Regions from separate parts of the Drosophila melanogaster genome. Here region 1 is linked to region 2. A link is a contact called in public Hi-C data. All regions are on one chromosome and are shown on one strand. The core of a region is the stretch at or near the end of the contact, and the rest is flanking DNA. Distances in the headings are between cores, read along the strand shown. Region 1 overlaps sif (still life). Region 2 overlaps frm (farmer).

Region 1 (7,068 bases), core at 3,944-6,443, 130 kb before region 2:
CACACCCATGCCCTGCTCTCCATATTGCCACATCCTGTGGACAGCGCAAAGCTTTTAAATCTCCCTCAAAGGACAGCGGCCCCCCTGTTTTTGGTCCTTCTAGCCCGCATTTTCCTGTTACATTCGCTTGCTTACTTAACAGAAAAGCTTTCACGAAGCTTTCAGCGGCATGTTAAGTCTGGCAGCAGGCGATTTACATTATTCAAACATTGCCCAGCACTTTCAGCTGTGTGTTTGCGTTTGCTCAGCTCACGAGTACAGTGGTCATTAGCTAGCAAGGAAGGCACACGGCGGAAACGTGCCTGGGAGCTATAGTCACTAATGGCCAGGCTTAGCCTGCGAATCAATTGGGAATAGTAAACCTTTCAGATCGTCTTTCGTCCTCTTCATTTCCATTCAATTTATCTAATGGCTTCATCATTATCATTATCACCATACTTATTTATCAATGGTTGCCGTTTTTCGGGCAGCCATAGAAAGGGACATCACATCGCCGGCGGCCACAAACACATTTGCGAAAGAAAACTTGGCTGTCTTATCAAAACACAACATCTACGCATACAAACACACTCTTAAACACTCGTACACACACTTACACACATACAAACACACGTGATGGAGGAAAACGTGGTTTCTTCCTAATCGCATTTGGCCAAGTTTTTGCTCTATTTTGCACAGAACCTTTTCTTGGGGCTTACTTTTGCAGTTTGTCGATTGCGGCCGGGAACTAATTGAAAGCTGGCCTGAGCTGCATTAGTCCGAGATTTGTGCTCGCATCACGCATACGCCACGATGTCCCCCTTTCCCCACTCCTATCAACATTACGCATACGCACTGTGTGTTGTGTGGCAGTTTTACTTTTATTATCATGTGAATGGGGCATCCCTTTCTGTTTTCTTTTCGGGCAACTGAGTATCCGAGTAACTGAGTAACTGCATAACTGGGTAGTAACTGAGCAACTTGTGCGGGTCTTAAGGGGGAGATTAACCAAGCGTTTAATCGCAGCTTGACACACAAAAACACATAAAACACTCACTCACTCACTGACTGACATTATTGGGCCGCTTTCGCCCTTTTTTATTGACATTTACTTGCTTAACGTGCTTGTAGCTCTCCTTTTATTGTTATTATTATTGTCGTGTTGAGTTCTGGTTGAGCTGAGGCTGCTTGATTGTTGTTGCTGTTGATTTCTGCTGGTTGCTGATTTCTGCTTTCTGCTGCTTGCTATTTCGCTGTCTATCGTTCACGTTCAACAAAATTGCAATAAAGTGAATTTTTCCACACGTTGCATACTTTGGAGCGCCGCTCACTCACACACACACACACACACACAAGCACACACATGCTGTATGCATGTACATGAGAGAAAATTGCAGTTACTGCCGCTCGATGGATGAATTTTAAAACAATTTTTTATACACAATTTTCCATTGTGTGGCGGTGGCTCGATGAAGAAAAACTCTTTTCGCAGCTTAGTCTGTGGCTCTGGCTAACCCGGAAACTTTATTTATTGCAATATTTTCGTAAGTTGCAAATCTGGCACGCGCACGCACACACACGTACGGTACGTATACGTACGCAGGCAGGCAGGCAGGCACACACCCACACACGCTTCCCGGAATTTCGGTTGATTATAAAACGACAGAGCAAAAGTTAGCGTATCGCCAGCAAAACAGCAAAACAGCAGAGCAGCAATGACAGCGGCAAGCGGAGCGGAGCGCGAACGGCACTGGGAAAATCGCAGCAGCGGGAAAATCGGCAGAGCAGCAGAAGCAGCCGAAAGCTTCTCTTTCGCAGCTGGAAAACTGAAAAGCCTGGAAAACCAAAACGAAACGACCAGAAAGCCGAGCCGACGAGAGCACGGCCAATGCGCATGCGCCGCAGCAGGAAGGCTGGAAAAGTCTGTGGGGGAAATCGAAGGGGGAAAAACTTGTAGAGAAGCAATAGGAACATCGAGTTCTCCGTTTTGTGTGTCAGTGTAACAATGGAATGGCCCTGCTGCTCCGTGCTCCACCAAGATGCAAGTAGAGTTGCAGGCCTCATTAGTGTCAAGGCGACATATAAATTTGGCACTAACTAGACAAATGCCTTGAGTGGCCAATTAATATGCAAGCGCCACGCCCACTAGACGAGGGCGTAGGCGGAAAGGGGATATATCCCCCTATATATATATATATATATATATACTCATCATCGTCATCATCATTATCATCACCATCAACACAGACCCATCTATCATCGCAGGAAGTTGGGCAAAAAAGGAATCAGAAGACCAAGAGAAAGTATTTCGGGGCTTTACATCCTGTTGTTGGTTGGGGAGTCCTGCGCCTGTCGTCCTGCTCTCTAGGTGTTCGACTTTGTGTATGTTAGAGTGTGTGTGTGTGTGTGTGTGAGTATGGCAGTTTGTTTTTAATCAACGTTAACTGGGTCAGCTTTGGGGCTGCAACTAAAAATATCATTTATGCTGCATTTGACTTTCCCCCGCTCATTTGCCGCGACGTTTTTCGGCTTTGAATAAGCAAATACACATAAAATATATACCTATGCCATATTTATACATACAAATATATATATATATTATATATATATATATATCATATATGACGGATATAACAGAGGCTTGAGCTCTGCCGGATTTAACATTCGAAAGGTAGAGGAGTCGGTGCTGTTAGCGTTACAGCTTCTGTTGCTACTGTTGACCCAGTTGGCTCTCTATAAATAGCACAGCCCACAAAGGGGCGGGTCGTGGGGTCAAAGGGCGTAACGGGATGGAAGGCGGGGAGTTCATGGCTCCGCCGCCAACGAGAATTTGAATTTGAGCAATTGATGTCGGATGCTGGCTTATGACGAATGCGGAGCGCTTAGGAAACTGCATTCTCTGGGAATGGGAAATTACATTTCGAGGCAGTCCATCGAGAGTGGGTAATGCAATATTGAGGAGTGACTTTGCTGGCGACTTTTACTTGAGGTGAATAATCTAATATTTATGTAGGTGAGGTCAAGGAAGCAGGTTCGTAGAGATACTTTTTCTTAATCTCTAGGTAAAATTCAGAGTTAAATTTAATAATGTACGATGCTAGTGAAAGCTATGCTTGTGAAAGCTATGAAGTCTATAACGATGTTATTATTTTCCTTTCAATTCTCTGACTTTTCTTTGAGACCTTTGCATATTGAAATTCAGCGGAAAATGTATTACTTCTATGTTCTCAGAGCCCCAATGTTTACGGATTCATATAAGACTGCTTTCTTTATATTCTGACTTAAAAGGATTTCTTAACATTCACACAACTTATGACTTCATTATTTGAGTTAGCAAAGAAGAGTACTCACCTCTGATGATGTTAGATAGCACATCCTTGAATCGGTGCTCTCAATGGAAGCCTGTTGAACAATTCCGTAGCGTGACTCGCGATCGCTCAAATACTCTGATCGCAAACTATCCTGACGTATAAACTCGGCACTGTAATGTATGATTATTATAATTTATGATATTGTATAAAAAGATATGTTAACACTTACCGTTGTTCTAGGGAATCGGCACGAGCACTCTTGTAACCCGAATCGTTGAGACTGCTATCCTGTCGCAATGAAGGCAGCGAATCCCAGGGCGAACGTTTGTGACCGGAGCCAGGAATCTGCTGGGTCATCATGCCATGACCCGATCCGGATCCAATAGTGGAACTTCCGGAACGCCAGCCATCCGAGTGACGGAACCACTGGGCACGAGCCGATTCGCCAATGCAAGAGGCGCATCGCGAGTTGGAGAAACTGCAAGATAAAAACCGAAATTAGTTTAGCAATCTCATTATCTTAGTTTTTGCTATTTTACTAACCTGGAATTGTGATCCGATAGATAGCCACGATCGCGTTCGCGTTCCCGCTCCCTGATCAACTCATTGCGATCACTGTAGTAACCATCACGATCGCGATCCCTCTCCTTATCGCGAATGGTAGACAATGGTCGATGTGGCGGCAATGGCAGCGTGGAAGATTTCGCATTGGCTGTGGATAAAGATACATTGCATGGAATGGAATTAGTTCAGTTCGATTTTCAAATCCAAATTCAATCCTAATTGAAAGCATTCCAAAATCTATGTCAGGCAAATGCAATCGACTTATGGCTTCAATTCGCATCGAACTGAGATCGTATGAGTACAAGCTAGAGCATTAAATCTGGAAGATATCGTGCGGATCCGGAATGGATGGACTACTTACGCCTACGTAGTGGATATGGGCTGCGCTGGTTCGATCCGGGTAGGCTTTCAGCGAATTCTGATGATTGTTGATTTGTTGAATTGTTGTTGGGTTGTTGTGGTTGTTAGTTGTAGTTGTAGTTGTAGTTGTTCGTGGTGTTGTTGGTTGTTGATGTTCATGTGTCGTTAGGCAATGCGAGGAGAGGTAATGAATGAGCATTTCATGAAGTGACATGGATAGCAATTATGGTATATTGTTAAAGAACGGGATAATAAATATAGACAAAATTACGTACATTTTAGGAAAACGAAAAAAAGTTTGAAGTAAAATGTAATAGATAAGCTAGATATATCGGTCACTAGTTTATTAGTATATTAATTCTGATAAAAAATCCTCCTGATCCCATTTTGGAAGTTCAAAGACTTTAGACAATACTTTAATTAAGTAGTTCAATGAATTGATTTTATGATTTAAACAATGAACCAGATGCCGCTTTTACTCATTTGAAATTCTTTGTTCCCTTTTCAAGCCTCTGCCAATCCTTCTCAATTACAACAGTGAACATTCCATCTCCGCCATTTAATCAGATTATCAAGCCATTCCCGCGGCAATTCACCCAACCCCAAACAAAGAACCTGACTTTAAAAGACCGCTGACATGGGTTCGATTGGCCAACTGACAGGTTGTTGTGTCTCCTAGTGAATTTCGCTACCCAAAAGCTAATTAAGAAAGAAATTCAATTAAGCGAAGCAAAAGAAACGGAATAACAAAATGCTCAGCTACCACAACAACGAGAACATAGGTGAATAAAGAGCTAACCAAAAATAAATGGTAACGAAAACGTGGTCAAGTCTCGTGACTTTCGAGTTGGCTCACCCAAATTCTCCATGCTCTGCGAGAGCAGGGCTTCGAAAGTGTGCAGACTGTAGGATTCGGCATCCATGCCCTTGGCCAGAGTGTTCCTCAGATGCATCTCGTACTCGAGTAGCAGCCGCGAAGTGGGTGAGCCCGGAGTGGGTGTCACATTGGGAGCCTGCTGATGATGGTGCTGATGTCGCGAGGATCGCTGCGGCGGTCCCTGCTGCTGCTGGGGATGCTGACCCGATGATTGCTGCTGTCCGTAGGATTGATCCTGATCCGAGTTGCCATTGCTGGAGCTCGGCGTGGTCGCATAGCACTGGTTGTCGAACATAACATTGTCCGAGGGCGGCGAACCCTCGATGCAGCTACGTTCCCGCTCCAGTTCCAAGTACAGATTACGTGGCGGATAGCCGCGTCCGATTTCATGCGAGGATCTGCATGGGCAGAAATAACAAACTACGTTAAGCAAGCGAAATCCAAACAAACAAACAATTACACCGACCTCGAGCCGGAGAATCGCGACGACTGACTGCTGGCACGGCCCATCGTGTTGTTGTTCATGATGTGGTGGCCGCCGCCTCCGCCACCGCCCATTCCCATCGCCATTCCATGCTGGTGCATGTGCGGCGGGTGGCCCAATGTCTGGGCCGCATTCGCGTTGTAGTAGTTATAGCGACGACGCCCCATCTCCGGCGAGGTCACCGGCGACTCGGTGCTGGGCATCGGTTTCAGCATGCGCTTCAGCGTGCTGGTGTCCACGTTCATGTCCTCGGTGCTCTTGGTCTTCCGCCGGGTGTTGTTGTTGATTACATTATGCTGGTGCATGTCGTGCGAGTGCGCGTCGCGTGTCTGTTGGCGGAAAGTGGGTGTGGCAGGTGGTTAGTTAGTGGGTGGCAGAGCTTGTTTGCTGCACACAGCGAAAATATGACCTAAAAGCAGATGCTGGTGCCGCAGAAATTGGTCCCTATTCAGTCCTAAACTATCTGTGATATTTTTTGGAATTATGTAATTTGATTATATGGTTTTTTGCCACGCCGGAAAAAGATTTCATGGCTTTCCGAAGATGCTTTTAATTTTTATTTATGTATCCTCTAACTTTCTAGACTCCTATTTTTCTTCCGTGTTTCGTATGCAACAACAAACTTACCATATCATCGCCAAAGTCCTTGTTGCGGGTGCCGGTGCCCTTGGAGGAGGAGGTGCATGTGCCCACGCTCTGATGCAGTCCGCCGCCGGCCTGTGTGCCCTCGCTCTTCGAGAGATCCATGTCCATTTGGCACGCGGCCGGGTCATCGTTGCCCACCTGTGAGCCCACGTGATTTTGGCCGCACATATCGGAGCCGACGTTGCCAACGCCGGTGACAATTACGCCAGGAGTGTTGGTATTGACTCCACTATTGGCCACATCCTGTCTATCCTGCTGACCGCCCTTCATCTGACGCGGCAGGGTATCTAATGATTGGATGAATATTCAAATTAGATGGGTTTTCGAACATATGTAGATGACGGGAGTGGACTCACCTGCTCCCTGGTTGGTACCGGGACCACCGCTGGCCACGTTGTCGTACAGCGAGGTGCTGCTCACCGCACTGACCACTTTTCCGGAGCCAACCTGCTGCTGGCCGTCGACGTCGGTGATTCGGTGCGAACCAACGTTACGCGGCAAAGTGGATGAACCTGCAATGAGGATGGCGGTGAGTTTTGATGGGTGGGGATGCGGTGGATCTTGTCGCCTAGTCGCTAAGCACTGAGTTCGCAAATGTTCGAGTTACAAACTGAGGATTGGCTTGGGTGTCGGAAACTCAAAATGGAATCAAATCAAGAATCGGGCTAACTCGCTGCTGGCGAGCACTTTCATCGGGGCTCTCTCTCTCTCTCTCTCTCTCTCTCTTGCATTCTTTGTCTTTATCTTAGTGTGTGTGTTTTTTTCACGGGGTCTTATGGAGTAGTAATCTCACCTCTAACACGGGGATCGGTTCGCAGGCGCGCATACTGCTCGGCGGACATGCAGGT
Region 2 (6,559 bases), core at 4,013-6,512:
GAGCGTTAGGCATGTCCGATGAATAGTTAAATCTTTACAGTTACAAGAGCCAAAAGGGTTATTATTTAAATTAAAGTGCGAATGAAGGGCAGAGCACTTCTGCTTTGCCAGGAAACAACGATACAAAAACCAGTTAATGAACTTTTATTCAGGCTGGGCCAACTTCCAGCTAGAACAACATTACGTAAGAGTTCATGGAACTTCATCGTCTCCCATTCACTTTTATGGCTCATCGGTTCTTACTATTTCTCCTACTCGCCAGTTAACTTTCGATATTTAAAGGCCCAAAAGGTCGGCTTTTATGCCGCACTAATTTATGTCGCTTCTCTGTTGCCATATGTTTGTGGCCAATTTCAATATGGAATCTGTATCTAAAATACGAATCTAGAAATGCAAATTAGCCCTCGATCGCTAGTCGGCGATTAGGAGAGACAATCGCCAAAGGCGGCAGCTATGGAGATATAAGATATATAGTTTTGGTGCCGATGATGGAGGAAGTCTTTGGGGCTGGTTTTAAGTAAAAACGAAAACGCTATACAAAGTGTATTCATTAAGCTGCAGCCAAATGCCAAGAGTTGAAAGTAAAAGTTTTTAAAAATAATATGATGTCATTCGGGATGCTCAACCGTGCCAGGCCCAACGGTTTATTTTTTAATTGCTTTAATAAATCAGAACAAGTCCAGTGGAAGTTCAGTGACAGTCGACTATACATTCGTTGGACAAATTCCCAGCTATTGTCTCGCATCAAACTGGCTAATTCGTTTGCCTATCGATGGGTTCTGATCTCATTAGCACTTTTCTGCTCTGCAAAGAATTCTAGATGCGTCGCTAATTAAATTCAAGTCTGGATTAACTGGAAAATCCAAACCTAAAGGCCATCGCCCACAGCTGGTTATACTTGTTCCGCCGAATATTTTCGGTTTGATTAAAATTGTTTTTATTGTTTTCTTACGAAGATCGCAAAGTTTGTCAAGTTCTTATAAGCTTTTTGTTACAGTGGAGACTTTTTGTTTTTTGGTTGCCGGGTAGGTGCGTTATGAATGTTTGTTAGCCGTTTTTACTCACATCTTTATGGAAATGTTTGCCGGGAAGCTGAGGCGTTGAAACGGGCATTTCACAATTCCCCAACAATGTTTCGTTAAAGAGAAATTTCATAATTCCCCACAGCACGAAACTGCATCCCAATGAAAAAAAAAAAAAACCCAAAGAAGATGTCATCGATTAAGGTCGCCGTTCCGCAGTCAGTTGCATTTTGATTCGATTTATAAACTTTTATGCGACAACAACACATTATTTCTTGTTCAATTCATTGGCCGCCGGCAAAAGATCGACCTTGAAAAGTATAAATACTTACACGAAAAAAAAAAGTTTCGCTCCAACCGCCAAAGGGCAAAAGCAGTCAAGATACTTCAGCGAAAAGTGTGAGGATGACTAAACCGGTTACTTTTCGGATGATTATGATCATCAAGATGCCCATGATGATGATGAAAAATGCGCTGTACATCTGAAATCATGTTAACAACAACAGAAACAACCGCCTTGTGCGTGCGAATAAGTCGATTAATAAATTGTCTTCGCTGAGTTATGCAAACTCTTCAAGATTCATTGGCTCATAGAGCATACTACCACTTCAGTGCATCTACGAGTATATTGGATAGTAACTATAGAACGCTTTGGTTCTCAAGGCGTAGCCATATGCGTTTTTTGGGTCACAACGCCAGTTGGCACTCGGTTTTGCATGATCTATGCGACTTGGAATTGATTTACTGCATTCGCAACTCGAAATTCGCCTCTTCGCACTTCTTTCATGACGTCTGTACAACATGTTACACACATTTTGGCCCACATTTGTTGGCTGGCTATTGAGTTTAATTGATTGGCAATTGATGTGAGGCTTTTGTGCGACGATCAGCAGCAACTCAAAAGCGGGCTTGGCAGCCCCTTCACTCAATTTGAGAGCCTAATTACCCACAACGTTTTAGATTTGTCAGATTTTGGGGCTAGCCCATATTCGAAATGAATTCATATTTCAAATTTTTTTTATATTAATGCTAAGAGGAATTCGCTTTATATTCCACTTCTATTTCATCAACTTAGTTGGCTGTAACCACAGTTCTTACTCACTTTCATTATTACCAAATCAATGGTATTTTTCCACCAGCAAGTCACATCAATCAATCCATCACCATTTTCGTATTTCCGTCATGTCAACGAAAACAGTTTCCCCCGACTTTTGCTAGAGAAAAACTTGCTCAATATGTTAGTTTCCCATGGGTGAAAGACAAAGTTTCAAATGTAATCAACTGCCGTAATAAGTTAAAAATCAATAAGGACCGAAAATAATGAGAAACTTTAGTAATATTTAACCACCAGTTTTTCCATCGACTTCCATGGCAGGCATGCAATGTGAAATGCGAGGAATGAAATTCGTAAAAAAAACACATTTTTTATGAAAAACTTGCCCTGAGGCTCGATTATGTGGGTGAGATGGAAACGACCTCTGCTGTCAACAACTGCTGGATAGCATGGCATAGTAAATTAAAAACAAAAAATGCTCTTTCCATAGACTCTGCGATTGTTGTGCATAATTTCTGTATTATTTATTAGTGGTGGAGATTTTGGAGCAGGCGATTTGGCAACAATTTAAACTTGAAGATATGCCAATCAAAAGACAGTTATCCGTCGAGCCACCGATTTGCATTAATGAGATTTCATATTTTTCTCTTTTTATTCGCCATTGGAATCTCAGTCTTGAATCTCGGACCCGTTTGATGGCCGCGATAGGCAAATAAATTTGTTTTATTAGAAATTCATTTGTTTTGTCGCCGCATTTTTTGGGTTTCCTTCACATGGTTTGGTTTCCACTTTGTTTGCACCCACAAAGACGCTAAATTATTGACCTTATCGCAGCCATTGGTAGATGGAAGCTATGGCGGGTGTTAACCATAAAATGCCATTGTTTCCACTTTAATTACTGCAATCCCTCTTTAACCTTAAGGCAAACACACCCTCGACGAAGAGATGGAGTCTCAATTTGGACGCGAACAAATCCATCAATTCATATAAGCCAATCGATTATTTAGCATAACGCGAAGGTTATATACACCGCACCTGATTTTTTGGCTACGAACTCAGCGACATATTTAAGAATTATGATGTTTTAATTCTGTATTAGGATGGGGTTAAGATAACTCGTTTTCATAAGGAAGTCTTGGCGATGCCGGAACTTGGCTTGTGTTTATTAATTCTATGGGCAATATATGCAAATCGACGAACGGATAAGTTTCGTAATCTCAGCTATTCAGGCTGAGATTTTCGGCCAAAAGATGATCCAACGATTATTACGAATATGTGGGCCAGTTGAGAGCTAAAACCTGATGCTAAGTGGTTAGTGGTAATCGATTTGGCGATGTCACTCAGAATGCCAGCAAGTGCATTTAGAACTAAGCTAATTGTCCATTACTGTCAGTGGAAGCCAACTAGTTTTTCTTGGTCGACTGTGACAAATCTTGGGAAATTAGCATGTTCTGCCAAATCGCAAACTCCAGTTCCAGTTTGCTAAAAAGTCCGTCAACATTTGACGAGTGTGAGCCAAGAATGCGTTGTGATTCGATTATTATGCCTTTGACATTTTGCCAGTGGTTTTGGTGAACGGATTTTTTTTTTTTTTTGTATGTGCTGTATTTTTCTTTGCCACGGTTTCGAATCGAACCGGATCTAAATGGCTGCTGATTTGCTTGGGCCTGTTGTTGGAGATACAAATAACCAAAAACGAGCTCGGGCATTTGACTCATCTCTAAACGGAGTATGCAAATTGAGCCGAGCCGAGCCAAGTCATGCCAAGACTTAAGTCTTTGAGATACTAGCTCGGTTTCTGTGGGGGCGTGCCATGAATGTGACAAATCTTTCGACAGTTGTAGGATTTGCGTTTTTCGTTGGACAGTTTCATTAATCATTCGCCTTTGGTTTTTTCCAGGCCGTCGCATGCATTTTCTTGCAATGCGTCTACTCTGCTAAGTTCGATGAGCAGAACCGTCGTCTAATTCTCGACATTGACGACCAAAAGACAACGAACCGTCAGTACTATTCGTCAAACATTGACACAAGTAAGTGAATCCGTTTAACAATTTCATATCCGTGTCTATCTAAGCCGCTTGAATCCATCCCAAACATCCGAAAAGTAAAACTAGAACAATCCCCCAATTCAATTCATTAACTATGTAAAAATCAGTTGATTTTGTACTGCCCATCCATTTCTTATCTGACCCATCCATGCAGTTAGTTAGTCTTCGTTTTTGTTATTTACATATATACCATCTAAGTAGTTAACTTGACCAACAACAAATTGTTATCGTAGTAGTTAGTAGTATCGTAGTCATAAGTATTTGTACTGCCCCCTTCAAACCCTTTGATAGTTCAATCGACTTACATCAATTAATCTAAACCCCCCAAAAACCGAAACAACCACCAATTGTAGTACCCTCCTATATATATATAATATATATAAATTTATATATATTTCCGTAGCAGCTTTACTAAACTCACCCAGTAGAACTCGTAGTATCAAATTGTAAATATATACACGCTCAACAATCAATCAACCATTACCTATATCTCTCCTCTCTCTTATTCTATGCTACTTTCTCCTCCTCTTACATATAAATTTACACTTCTTTCTACAGTTTTGTGTAGGCATTTGCTCTTCAGTGGAGAAAAGTTCTACATGAAACCTCTTTAAAAATGCTTCGCATACTCATAAATCTACCACACCACCTCCAAATTGATTACTCCGAACAAAAACCGAAAAAATACTTGAAAAATACCCAATCAACAACAGCACACAAAAAACACCAACATTTTCCTTATACAAACCTCATCTGATTAGGTTCTTCGTGAAACTTTCAGTTACAGCGCCCTTTTTAGAGCAGTTAGATCACAGTCAGTTAGTCGAGAGTCTTAGGGTTATATAAACACACCATTTACAGGTCCTCACAGCACTACAAACCAAAAACTGCAAGCAATCACACCAAACAAAAGCGTTATACTCTAAACATTACTCTTCCAAACCAAACCAAAACCCCACCAAATCAAAAACCAATCCAAATCGACACGAACACGATCAACCAAAAGATGCCTATAGGTATGGCTACGATGTCGGCAAGACCGGCAACTTCCATCACGAGACCCGCGGTCCCGATGGAGTTACCTACGGCTGCTATGGCCTGATCGATCCCTACCACCTCCTCCGGGCAACACACTACGTGGCCGATGCCCACGGTTACCGCACCGTGGAGCCGGAGAAGCCAGTGGAGACATTCCCGCCCCATCTGTACAGCGAGACCAACGGTGGTCCATCCGAGCCTGGCATTGTGCTGCAGTGGGAGGAACTGTACTTCCCCATCGGATGTGGAAAGTTTGCGAATGGTGCCCAGCACGGCGTCCCATTCTTCCTAGATGATGTAAGGGTTGATGGGGTTCTCCTCGGGCGGTTTCTGCTCATTTCTTAGAATTCAACCCACCGTAGGGCTGTTTGTTTAATGAAGATTCTTGGAAATGCGTAGAAACGCCTCAAGGACCCCTTCTAATCCGATGCACCTACACATATTTTCCAGTTTAAGAACAAAGGCGGCAGCAACGATGCGATACCATCGTTCTCAGCCAACACAATTGTGATCAAGGGCTCCGACCAGAAGAGTCTGCCCATCCACAAGCCCACTGGTCCACTGGTGCCGCAGGGCACGGGGATCTTTGGCACGGACAAGGGTCATTCGGATCTCAGCCATCCCGGCGATCAGGCGCCGTCCTTCCATTCGGTGAACACCCTGCTACCGGGCAGCAACAGTGAGCAATGAGCTAGAGAAGGGATCTGCGGATCGGAAACTGCATAGTTTGTGTCCTTTTAGATGATGGCCAGTACGTGCCGGATAGTAATCCCTATGTCCATGTGATTGGACCCAATGGCGGAAATGGAGGCAATGGAGGCAGCGGCTCTGGCGGCGGTTTCGGTGGAAACGGAGGATTTGGAGGCGTTGGCGGTTTCGGACCCAATGGCCCGGGTGGCCCGAATGGACCAAAGGGACCCAAGGGTCCTCCGGGACCACCGGGACCACCTGGCGGCCTGGGTCCAGTCGGCGCGGGAGGAGGAGCCTCAGGAAAACCGGTCTACAAGGATGGCGATCGCACTGGCCTGGGCGACGGTTCCGGAAACGGTTCCGGTGATCGCATCAGCACCGGAAACGGTGGCGGTGCCGGTGCCGGCGATCGTTATATCAGCGGAAACGGAGGCGGCGTCGGTGCCGGCGACCGTTATGTCACCGGAAACGGTGGCGGCGTCGGTGCTGGCGACCGTTACACCACCGGAAACGGTGGTGCCGCCGGCTCTGGCGATCGTTATACCGCCGGAAACGGCGGTCGCTATAACACCGGAAACGGTGGCGCTGTTGGTGGCGATCGTACGGGCACGGGTGCCGCCAGCGGTTTCGGAATCGAAGCCAGTGGCCAGTATCGCCCGGATAATGAGGGAACCTACACGAGCACCTACACGCACACAGAGACCGGT

The links. A called contact is a pair of places that touch in the nucleus more often than the background predicts.
Region 1: a contact with region 2 is called in a Hi-C map of the Kc167 cell line, with 1.6 times the contacts expected there. A contact is called at or near these places in 3 of 107 Hi-C or Micro-C datasets (the Kc167 cell line, embryo and leg imaginal disc).

Annotation. Positions count from the first base shown.
Region 1 is chr3L:5,673,211-5,680,278 of dm6, reverse strand. sif (still life) reads right to left here. Exons shown (of 35, transcript NM_001104049.4): 7 at 7,014-7,068; 8 at 6,577-6,732; 9 at 6,203-6,507; 10 at 5,558-5,904; 11 at 5,071-5,489; 12 at 3,834-4,002; 13 at 3,520-3,768; 14 at 3,331-3,460. CG46320 reads right to left here. Exons shown (of 36, transcript NM_001347802.1): 7 at 7,014-7,068; 8 at 6,577-6,732; 9 at 6,203-6,507; 10 at 5,558-5,904; 11 at 5,071-5,489; 12 at 4,216-4,272; 13 at 3,834-4,002; 14 at 3,520-3,768; 15 at 3,331-3,460. Among named protein-coding and RNA genes, the nearest start is that of CG46320, 13 kb to the right of the region's middle.
Region 2 is chr3L:5,542,519-5,549,077 of dm6, reverse strand. It overlaps frm (farmer), which reads left to right. Exons shown (of 8, transcript NM_001144417.3): 2 at 3,977-4,106. Among named protein-coding and RNA genes, the nearest start is that of frm, 5.4 kb to the left of the region's middle.